Linked DNA regions of Zea mays: region 1 is linked to region 2. The links are chromatin contacts, called in public Hi-C maps. All regions are on one chromosome and are shown on one strand. The core of a region is the stretch at or near the end of the contact, and the rest is flanking DNA. Distances in the headings are between cores, read along the strand shown.

What was found. A called contact is a pair of places that touch in the nucleus more often than the background predicts.
Region 1: a Hi-C map of ear shows a contact between it and region 2, with 2.7 times the contacts expected there. The contact joins the enhancer-like site here to the promoter of LOC103654203 in region 2. A contact is called at or near these places in 3 of 25 Hi-C or Micro-C datasets (ear, leaf and tassel).

What each region holds. Positions count from the first base shown.
Region 1 is chr4:181,856,897-181,862,226 of Zm-B73-REFERENCE-NAM-5.0, reverse strand. It overlaps the pseudogene LOC103654207. Among protein-coding and RNA genes, the nearest start is that of LOC100193828, 52 kb to the left of the region's middle. Within about 2 kb of position 1,821, at least 10 of the 20 cell types and tissues checked have an H3K27ac peak or open chromatin away from gene starts, as enhancers often do. A contact at or near this core is called in ear and leaf, where this site is marked.
Region 2 is chr4:181,704,022-181,709,867 of Zm-B73-REFERENCE-NAM-5.0, reverse strand. It overlaps LOC103654203 (subtilisin-like protease SBT1.4), which reads left to right and starts at 3,805. Exons shown (of 1, transcript XM_008681035.4): 1 at 3,805-5,846. The coding sequence starts at 4,046.

The sequences.
Region 1 (5,330 bases), core at 572-3,071, 150 kb before region 2:
CCCTATAATTCATTTCTCTGAACCCGTCACCTTCGGGTTTTTCGGTTTCTTACCGACCGGACGGTCCGCGCCTGAGGCCGGACAGTCCGCGCGAGGGCTCAGACGGTCTTTGCTTTTCTTTCGGACAGTCCGTAGTGGAAACTTGTGTTTTTGCATTGGTTCTGTCCGAGGGTCATTCTTGTGTTGCGGACGGTCCGCCGCAAGGGCCCGGACGGTCCGCGCTTGGCCTGTTTTTCCAAAAAACTTCTCCTGTCCGGAATAATCTATGGTATTCCGGACAGTCGATTTAGTATAGTTATAGATGAACTTTTGGCACCTGTAGAACATATAATCTAGAGCAAACTAGTTAGTCCAATTGTTTGTGTTGGGCGATTCAACCACCAAAACTATTTAGGAACTAGGTGTAAGCCTAATTCCCTTTCACGTGGGTTGTATTAGTAGAATTGTATCTAGATTTAGAGAACCGTGCTAGAGATATTTATTCACCAAGATATTGTCTCTTATTTTTTTTACATTTAACTTCTTGATACCCCTAAGATAAGATGTACATGCACTAAGACTGTCTCTAACAAGGAGCGGTATATAGTTCTGGCCCCTAAATTTGGAGGGTGCCGAGCTACTTTATCTATCCAACAATGCAAGACCAGTAAAATTAGCGTGCGTCGTTTGACACTCTAAGGGCTAGTTTGACAACCCCATTTTTCCGTGAGATTTCCAATTTCTCAAGGAAAAAACTCTTGGAAAAATAGGGTTCCCAAACTAGCCCTAAATGTGGAGTTCCTCTTGGAGTTCGCGATACGTCACTCTCTCTCCCTCCCGCGCCGCCGGGGTGGAAGCTTCCCCTCGCGCATTCCACGCCACGGGTTGGAGCCCGACAAGTGCAGTCGAGTCCGTCGCGAAAAGGTTCCCGGAGCTAGGCGGGTCTAGCAGCGTACCTTCCTGCGTCGGCGCCACCTGCAAAACACTGAACCATGGGCGTAGCGCTGGAACTTTGGGAGCAATGGTATCCTCGATCTCCGCCGCCTTGATGACAACCTCAATCCCCATGCTCTCTTCCACCACCTTGCTGCTGCACAACACGACCAGCAACTGGGGGCAGCACCAGCAGGTCACCACTCCGACAATAGGAAGCAAAGCAACGCAAGGAGAGAAGGGGATATTTTACCGCACAACATCAAGGACCGATAAAAAAGAAAGCCAATGAAGATATGAAAATGACATATTTATTAATATATGTTTAAAATGATTTGCTATATAGACAATATTTTGTTAAAAAATATGGGTTCTAAAATTGATATTAATATTGTTGAGAAAATATATAATATAAGATATAGAAGATTAAATTTAGAGGATATTGTTGGAGACGGTGAATATATATAGATGACATAATCTTTTAAAGTGTACTGTAAATGACGAAGAATATTTTTTAGAGTTAGTTTAGGAACTTTATTTTTCTATGTGATTTCTATTTTTTCAAGAAAAAATGAATTAATTTTATTTAGAAAAATTAAAATCCTTGGAAAAAAATGTGCTTTTCAAACTAGCCTTTAGGAATAAAATTTAGAGCACGTTGTTCAACACAGTCCGGTACCGCTACCAAGTCTAGTCCCCCCTTGAATTGGATTTGCTCCCAAATCCGGCGAGAAAGCGACCATCACTCCACGCCAAGCTGCGGCGCCCGGACAAGAGATTTTTGACATTATAAAACGCGACAGATTTATAAAAATCAATAGACTCAAAATCTTTTTATGCGTAGAGACGGGCTATTAAGCTGCTGCATCTAACGCCGTGACTCGTCTCCATCCTTTCTCTTTTCTCTTCCACCGGGTCGACGCAGTGCAGCGCGAGCTTCAGCGTGTCCATGAGCTGCTCGTCCGCGGCCGTCCCGGCGGCAGCGTCGCGCACCAGCTCCAGGTCGAACAGCATCGTCCATCGTTCCATTCCCATCCATACCCCCTCAATCGGCCGGGATGCTGGGTGTAGGGACGGCCGCGGCGGTGCTGCTCGGGGCCGTGGCGTTGGTGCTCGCGGATGCCGCTGCGAGGAGAGCGCACTGGTGGTACAGGGAGGCGGCTGAGGTGGTGCTGGTCGGCGGCGTGGCTTTGGTGGTGGTGGACGCCGCGGCGCGGAGGGCGCACGGGTGGTACAGGGAGGCGGCGGCGCGGCTGCCGCCGGGGGAGATGGGGTGGCCCTTGGTCGGCGGCATGTGGGCCTTCCTCCGCGCCTTCAAGTCCGGCAAGCCCGACGCCTTCTTTGACAGTCTCCCTTTCCTGGATACATGCTCGATGCTCCTAGTAAACACTAAACACCGTGCGTGATGTTCTGAACATCTATCTATCTCTCTCTCTGAGCTAGATTTATGTGGTACGAAGAACCCTCCTGTTCAGATGGGCCTATGTATGATACGTGTTGCTCACTCGCTTGCTCCTCCTCGCAGTCTCAATGGATGGATGCTGTCGTTTTTTGCCTTTGCCCGCCCTGAATGGCTGCTGCAAAGTCTGGAACTGAAACAGCTTATTAAGGCAGATTAAGCAAGAGCTCGCTCATCACCATTAATCAGTTGTGCTGATCAAACAGACGAACAGTCAGATAGACAGGCAACCAGACCATCTGACCTGGATGCACCATTAATTGCAGGTTCGGTCGCACTCGCACGGGCGTGTACCAAGGCTTCATGTTCAGCAGCCTGACGGTGCTGATGACGACGGCGGAGGCGTGCAAGCAGGTGCTGATGGACGAGGACGCGTTCGTGACGGGGTGGCCCAAGGCGACGGTGGCGCTGGTCGGGCCGCGGTCGTTCGTGGCGATGCCGCACGACGAGCACCGGCGCCTCCGCAAGCTGACGGCCGCGCCCATCAACGGCTTCGACGCGCTCACAGGGTACCGTGCCGTAGGTGCTCTTCCCCATGATTTCGGCGGTGGCGCACAGCAGGTCGTCGGCCGTGAACGCCAGCGGCCCATCAAAGTGCACCAGCTTGCCGCCCACATCGCCACCGGACTCCACCTCCGCCGCCGACGACCACATAGGGGCGGCGACACCGGTTCTGACGGGAGAAGAAAACGGCGCGCGGACGGACAGCGACGGAGCATGATTAATGGTTCTCCTCAACGGCTAATAACGATTGTGAGTCTATATCAGCGGCTTCGTGTTCTCTGTATTTCCATATCGTCGAAATCCTCGCCGACGCCTCCGTTTCGACGAATCCAAATCTACCGTGTTTTATAATCCAAAAGTCTCCCCGATAAGGGAAGCGCGGAGTCCTAGGCCTCGTATCTAGCCCCGTCGCAGCGTGAGGCGGCGCGGCACGAGCACGACGGTCACCATCCCGCCAGCGCGCGGCGCTTTTGGTTTGTGGAATGGCGGCCAGAGCAGCGAATGCGGGATCTCTTGCGGTCGTCTGGGGGGAAGGTGGGGTTTGTGTTGTGATTTGGGCATTTGGCTGCCTGGTGCTGCGCGGTGAGGTTGGGTGGTGGCCCCTGGGGGTTGTTTCTGTGTGAATGTGAATCCTGGAGCGACATCGAGATCCTAGCATTCTGATGTTCATTTGGCATGCTTGGGTCGGGGCCTTTTGGATCTTCTGGAAACTGGGTGAGATTTTGGAGGCGCTGTCAGGCTCGTTTCGTCGAGGTATTAATTTTGATCAGTGAGAACTTAGTATATACAGATAGATCACTGTTTTGCTTTGTTTACCTTTGAGGTCATGAAAGCAAGGAAGAAGAACATCTCAGTTTTTCATGCTCTTAGAGCCAATAGCTGGATTCAGCTATGTCTGCCATGCATACGAGAAGACGAAATAAAAGATTTTGTAACCCTATGGCAGGCTATCAGTAGTATGCACGAACTTAATAACTTGGAGGATTCCATCTCTTGGAGATGGATGACTGATGGTCAGTACAGTGCAAGCAGCGCATATAACATTCAGTTCTCAACAAACTTCTGCACAATGAAAATCTGTTCCATTTGGAAAGCAAAACTGAACCCAAGTGTCGCTTCTTCGCTTGGACTCTTTTACACAATAGAGTGTTGACAGCAGAGAACCTTCAGAAAAGGGGATGGCCTCACAATCCTTCTTGTTGTCTCTGTAATTCGACCTTTGAAACGACGGTTCATCTCTGCAAGGACTGCCCCTTCAGCAGGGAGGTGTGGGACAGAATCTTGTCTTGGGCGAATCTTTCGTCCTTTAAGGGGATCTATGGCTCTGATTCATTGTACGACTGGTGGAGAAATTTGCGAAGTAGGTGCAACAAGCCTTCGAGAAGATCCTTTGATGGCCTTATCATTTATTTTTGGTGGAGCATTTGGTTAGAGAGGAACAATAGAATCTTTCACAGTCAGCTTAAATCAGCGGAGCAGGTCGCGCTAGTGGTCAAAGAGTTAGTTGGTTGTTTCCATGGCCTAGCTGGCTAGTAGGTCCGCTTAGTAAATTTGTTCAGGAGTTCGCTTCTAGTCTTGTAAGTCGTCTTGGTTTCTTGTAATTTCCTGTTAGTTCTACTCCTTCTAATATATTGGAGCGGCAAGTCTTTTGCCTCTCCCTTTCAAAAAAAAAAACCTTTGAGGTCATGGGTTTGTCCTTTTTGTTTTTCAGGTGACAGTTTGAGAAGAGTATTTTTGGAGCTAGTTTGAGAAGCTCTACTTTTTTTTTACAAAATACTTTGAGAACATCCAGTTGCAATTTTGATGCGATATTTTTTTGTATTATTTCATATGTATCGATCTGAATGTTTTCGAGACGATTAAATTGTGATGTTAAGGTCTAAATGCAAATGCTGCTGCAAAATAGTTATTTATGTTCAGTAAAAAAAAAGTTCCCTGTAAGCATGCATGCAATTGACATGTTGCTATGTTTGTTTCCTGATTCACTTATGTTGCTCCAATTGGCAGCTTCAGGAAAGTTTTACTCTTATTAAACTCCCTGACATCGTCCAAGGAAGCAAGTGATTTCATTATGAAAGATTGGTCTATTTTCTCCAAATTTGATCATAATGGAGCTTACCTCCCCATGTTGCCAATCGACTCTCCAATATCTCATGATGTTGGGTTAGGATTGATATCACAAGTCGGAAACTTAGTTGAATGTTCATTTCAACATCCAAGGCATATATGTGCTACGGGGAGTGGCACAGTTCAGGAAGCATTCAGCTGTTTGAACAAGTTTGCTGAAGCTTTCTATTTCTGGTTTTCTAGAGCATCGAATCCTAAGCTATTCCAAAGGCTATCAGCTGCTGCAGGCTCAAGTTCAAGAGTTTGTCGGTCACACATAAAGCAAGTGGCCTCTTGCTTGCAGCATTTACCAGGACTACAGTTTGGTTCACAATTAAGAAAAGATCAT
Region 2 (5,846 bases), core at 2,556-5,055:
GTCGCGACCCTGGGCACCAGCACCGCCGCCGCCACCATGGGCGCATATCTGCCCGCCAGCGCTTTGGGCACCGTCACCGTTGCCTCTCTGGTGGGTTTCCCCTGCGGGTCTCCTCCTGGGGACCTCCAGCTCCGATGGGCATAAACCCCTGTTGCGCACGTCGCGTCCTCCCCCTACTGCGCACGCTGTGACCTCCCTACCCGCGTGCTCTTCACCACACTGTGTTTTCTTTTTCGGCGCACCGACTGCTAGCATTCCTCGCTTGAGCTGTCATTGCAGCGCCTCTCTCCCCTTCACGCTCCTCTCGTCGCTGTCGTCGACCCCCCTGCCAGGCCCAGCGCAGACCTATGCACCGATGGAACCGCCCCGTCGCCCTCCCCTTCATTGCCTTCATTGAATTCATCGCTGCCGTGGCCTCTCCGGTCGGATTCACCGCTGTCGCGACCTTTCCGGCCAGATCCATCGTCCCTTTGACCGGATCGTCGTCTTCATGGCTGGATCCGTCGCTATCGTGGCTTTCCCGACCAGATCCGTCGATACCCCTTCTTTTCTATCGTGGACGCAGCCACCCTGACCGACGCAAGCGCATGTGCTTCCGCCGGCCTCCACGGCGGGGCTCCTCGAGGCTGTTGTTGTTTCTTTTGCGTTGCCTCACCGATCGTTGACGCTCGAACGTCGATCCTTCCCGAAGAACAGGCTACTGTTGCGTGTCTCCCGACCACGACCACCTCGACTTCGTCTACCTCAGCATCTTTGGGATATTGTCTTTTTAGAGAGCACACCGGTCTCTATTCCAGCCGCAACATTCGCACCCTCACGTCACTGCGACTGCGGGGGATTTCAACCAGTCGTCTCCTACCTTTGGCTTCTATTTTAGTCTCATCGTGTGTGGTGGCCCTGTTGCGACTGCGGTGGATGTTAGACTTTGTGTATAGGCCGACACCACGTTGGGCTGTCGGTCCAATAGTGTTAGGGTTATATGTTTATATATGTAACAACCACCTCTATGCAATACAATCAAGTCATTCCCATAGATGCCATGATAATGGTTGGGCAGGAAGCTAGACTGGCAGAGATCTGGCCAAATAGCTGGCTTTAGTCCAAACGACAGCTGGATTTCATTTCATTGCTCTGACTACCAACAAACTACCATTGCCTCTAATTCTTCATCCTCCAGAGGTGAATGTTGGCATTGAGATGGGCCAGACATCAAACTCCACCACCGGAACCCAGAGTTTCTACTAGTTCCATTCAACGTAAGAGTGATATATTAGCAGATAAAGCCAGGAGCAAAGGTTGCAAATTGCAAAATATTTATTAAAAAAAATAGCAGACATATCCCCCAAAGAAGACAAGCTGGAACTTCTGTTAGCGTAGTTCTTGACAGGTGCGTCGTAGGTTTGTGCAGATCACAACGTAGACAAAGGGATAAATTTCACTAGAGTGGGCGATGACCAACAAGAATTTAGAGGTATCCTATGACCAAACGCTAATGATCAAAAGTAATGAGGACAAGAGCCCCCCCCCCCCCCCGTGTTGTACACCATCAAGTAATGCAATGCAATAGTGCACGCAAGTCAATAGGGAAGGAATCACGTTGCGAGAGCCCACATTTGGCGACCTGGGTCTTGTCGTCCTGAAGAAGACGAGGCCATGCATCTTGGCCTGGCCTGCTTCATCGATCGGGAACCCTAAGAGAACCCCGAAAGGAAAGCGTGGAAACCATTGAATAGTTTTTCTTTTTGACGGAGTAATTATTAAAGAGTAACCATATCAAGTCGACATTTGGCCGGCTCGTTTAAGTAGATTATTCATTTGAGAAACATCTCCTTCATTCTTCTTCTTCTTCTGTATTATCACATTATCGAATATTTATCGATCGCTAGTTCATTTTTTAAATAAACTGTGATAAATAAAAACGAACCAAAAAGGGAGTATTTTTTTTCTTAGCTTAGGGTTCTCTCCATGTTTCGTCGAAGTTTCAACTTTTAAATCACAGGTCGACAGTCCATGTCAGGCCCCACCATTATTAGTGCTCCTAATAGTTTACCTTGTCCGCTACAGATTCGGTTTTTGCATGCCCACTTGGGTTTTATACGGAACAAGAGTACAGCAACGGACAACAAGGACGCACTTGCTTCCGTCCCGACCCTTGCGTGTGATGTGCTGTGATGACCACGGAGATACAGATACATGCATGGCCTGGAGAGATGTCGCTGTTGATTAAGTCATAGTGATGCAAGAGGGCTGCGTCGTCGCGCCATTTAGAAATTGAGCGTAATACGATTTTATACGGACGCATTTATACACCAAACTAACGCGTCCCTGTTCGATGAATAAATACAAGCTATATAATCCTGGTACCAAGTAGACTAAAATACAATAGGAGCAGTGAAGCTTACTATTGATCACCATTTTTGACCGTGCGGATGGTCCAGTCCTAAGGTGGAACGATCCGCATCTGAACAGTCTATCGTGGAGGCGCGGATGGTCCACGCGTGCGCAAAATCGTTTAGAGTTTCTGGTTCTATGATGGATTTGTTAATAAACTCTGCGGAATTAACTTGAGAACCGATTTCTAGCAGGTTTAGACCTCTTCCATATATAAATAAATGGGTACGGTCGATTAACCCTCACAATAGATCCAACTAAACATACTTATCAAATTTACCTTATTTGCATTGTACTTTATATTCCTTAGGAGTATGAGTAATCTAGGCTTAGTTTAGCTCTAGTATTAGTTTTCCTCGACCTATTTCTTCACCTCTCTTCAGTCTTGTGTCATCTAGAGATGTTTTGGGGTGGCCTGCCGTCCCCAAGGCACACTTAGGATCCCAAAATGTATCTAGGTCAAGTACATAGGATTAATATAAAGACATGACTAATGCTACTACAAAATTTCTCTAGGTGCAATCTATCTTAAGAAACCTCGCATTATGGAAGATGATAAACCATGCTTATGATGTGATAATTTAGGAGCCACATATCTTGTTGTAAATCCAATGTTTCATGGTCAAGTTATACATATTGAAAATGATTATCTTTATGTCTGAAAAATAGCAAAAACAGTTGAAAATTTGACTGATTGCTTCAAAAGATCAAATAGCTGACGGATTCATGAAAACTTTGTTTACACATAACAGATGCAAAATTTTAAGAATAATCTTAACTTAGTGATACCTCCTCCGTTTCAAAATAGTATTAGTTTTATTTCCTATTTTTATGTTTATATTCAAATGGATGTTGATGAATCTAGACACATATGTAAAACATATACATTAATTGTTGTATGAACCCACTAAAAATCTAAATCGAATTTTAGTTTCGTACGGAGGGAATATATGATTGACGAGCTGTTAGAAAAGGAAACTACTTTGTTAGGCCTTGTGCCTCACGTAACTACTACCTCCGTTCATAAATGTATGATACAGATTTTTTTCGAAAACTTTGACCACTTGTCCTATTCAAAATACTCTTTCAAAAATATAAAATTTTAAGTCAAGCACAAACTAACTTAAATGATAAAACAAATCAAAAAATAAATAAATGATAATTCATTATTTTTTTAAATAAGACGAGTATTTAAAGTTTTTAAAAGATGTTAACAGTGTTATATATTTATGAACTGAGAGAGTACGAGTCATGATCATGTATTGTTATGACTCCAACTAAAAGATTCGTCTATATATTCTATTTTGTATCTAGATCCATTAAAATAGTCGTAATATAATCAACACGCGTAGGGACATTTCCAGGCGCTTTGTAATTTTAAAGCATCGCGCGCAGGTCGTGCTTCAGTGATAGTAACGTGCTAATGCCAACCTCCGCCTATTTGCCGTGTTGGTGTGAGTGACCCCAACCTCCGTAAGGTGTGGTGCAGACAACAAGCCGAGCCGGCACATGAGCAGTTCGTCCGAATCCGATCAAGCTCGCCTACTTATTGGCGCCCCCTTCCGCCGATTCCACCACGCCACGGATCCCCTCCCACAACACATCCATCTCTCCCACTGCACGTGCACGTGCACGTGAAACCCAGACGCCACCGATGGCAAGGCTCGCTATATGCGCCCTGCTGGCCGCCGCCGTCGTTGTCTCCGCGGCGGTGGCGACCATGGAGTCCGAAGCGGAGGAGCCTGTGTCCACGTACATTGTGCATGTCGCGCCGGCGCACGCGCCGCGGGCGACCCGCCCCCGCGCGCTCTCCGGTGCGTACCGCTCCTTCCTGCGCGAGCACCTCCCCGCGCGCGTGGCGCGCCCGGCGCCGAGGCTGCTCTACTCGTACGCGCACGCCGCGACGGGGTTCGCGGCGCGGCTGACGGGGGCCCAGGCCGCGCACCTCGCCTCGCGGCGCTCCGCCGTGCTCGCGGTCGTGCCCGACGCGACGCAGCAGCTGCACACCACGCTGACGCCGTCGTTCCTGCGCCTCTCGGACTCGTCGGGGCTGCTCCAGGCGTCCGGCGGCGCCACGGACGTCGTGGTCGGCGTCATCGACACCGGCGTGTACCCCAAGGACCGCGCGTCCTTCGCCGCGGACCCGTCGCTGCCGCCGCCGCCCAGCACATTCCGCGGCCGCTGCGTCTCGACGCCGGCGTTCAACGCCTCCGCGTACTGCAACAACAAGCTCGTCGGCGCCAAGTTCTTTGGCCTGGGGTACGAGGCCGCGCACGGCGGGGGCGCGGTGGACGAGACGGACTCCAGGTCCCCGCTCGATACCAACGGCCACGGCACGCACACCTCGTCCACGGCAGCGGGCTCCGCCGTGCCGAACGCCGCCTTCTTCGACTACGCCAAAGGCACAGCCATCGGCATGGCTCCGCGCGCCCGCATCGCTGCCTACAAGGCGTGCTGGGCGAGGGGGTGCACGTCCTCGGACATCCTCATGGCGTTCGACGAGGCCATCAAGGACGGGGTCAACGTCCTCTCCGTCTCGCTCGGCGCCGTCGGCCAGGCGCCCCCGTTCTACAGCGACAGCACGGCCGTGGGAGCGTTCAGCGCCGTCCGCAGGGGCATCGTCGTCTCTGCCTCCGCGGGCAACTCCGGCCCCGGCGAGTTCACCGCCGTCAACGTCGCGCCATGGATCCTGACGGTGGGCGCGTCAACCGTCAACCGCCGGTTCTCAGCGAACGTCGTTCTCGGCAGTGGCGACACCTTCGCCGGCACTTCCCTCTATGCCGGCACGCCGCTCGGTCCAAGCAAGATCCCGCTAGTCTACGGAGGTGACGTGGGCTCAAGCGTCTGTGAAGCTGGCAAACTGATCGCCAGCAAGGTCGCCGGCAAGATCGTGGTGTGCGACCCTGGCGTTAACGGTCGAGCTGCTAAAGGTGAAGCCGTAAAGCTTGCCGGAGGAGCTGGAGCGATCCTCGTCAGCGCAAAGGCGTTCGGCGAGCAGCCCATCACCACCCCACACATCCACCCAGCGACGGCCGTGACGTTCGCCGTTGCCGAGAAGATCAAGAGGTACATCAGAACCAGCGCGTCCCCCGTTGCGACCATCGTGTTTCTCGGCACCGTCGTCGGCGGGACGCCGTCTTCCCCGAGAATGGCATCCTTTTCCAGCCGCGGCCCAAACCTCCTCGCACCGGAGATCCTGAAGCCGGACGTGACCGCCCCCGGGGTGGACATCCTGGCCGCGTGGACCGGCGAGAACTCGCCCTCGGAGCTCGACAGCGACACGAGGCGAGTGAAGTTCAACATCATATCCGGCACGTCCATGTCGTGCCCTCACGTGAGCGGCATCGCCGCGATGCTCCGGCAGGCGCGCCCGGGCTGGAGCCCCGCCGCGATCAAGTCCGCGCTGATGACCACCGCGTTCAACGTCGACAGCGCCGGGGACGTCATCAGGGACA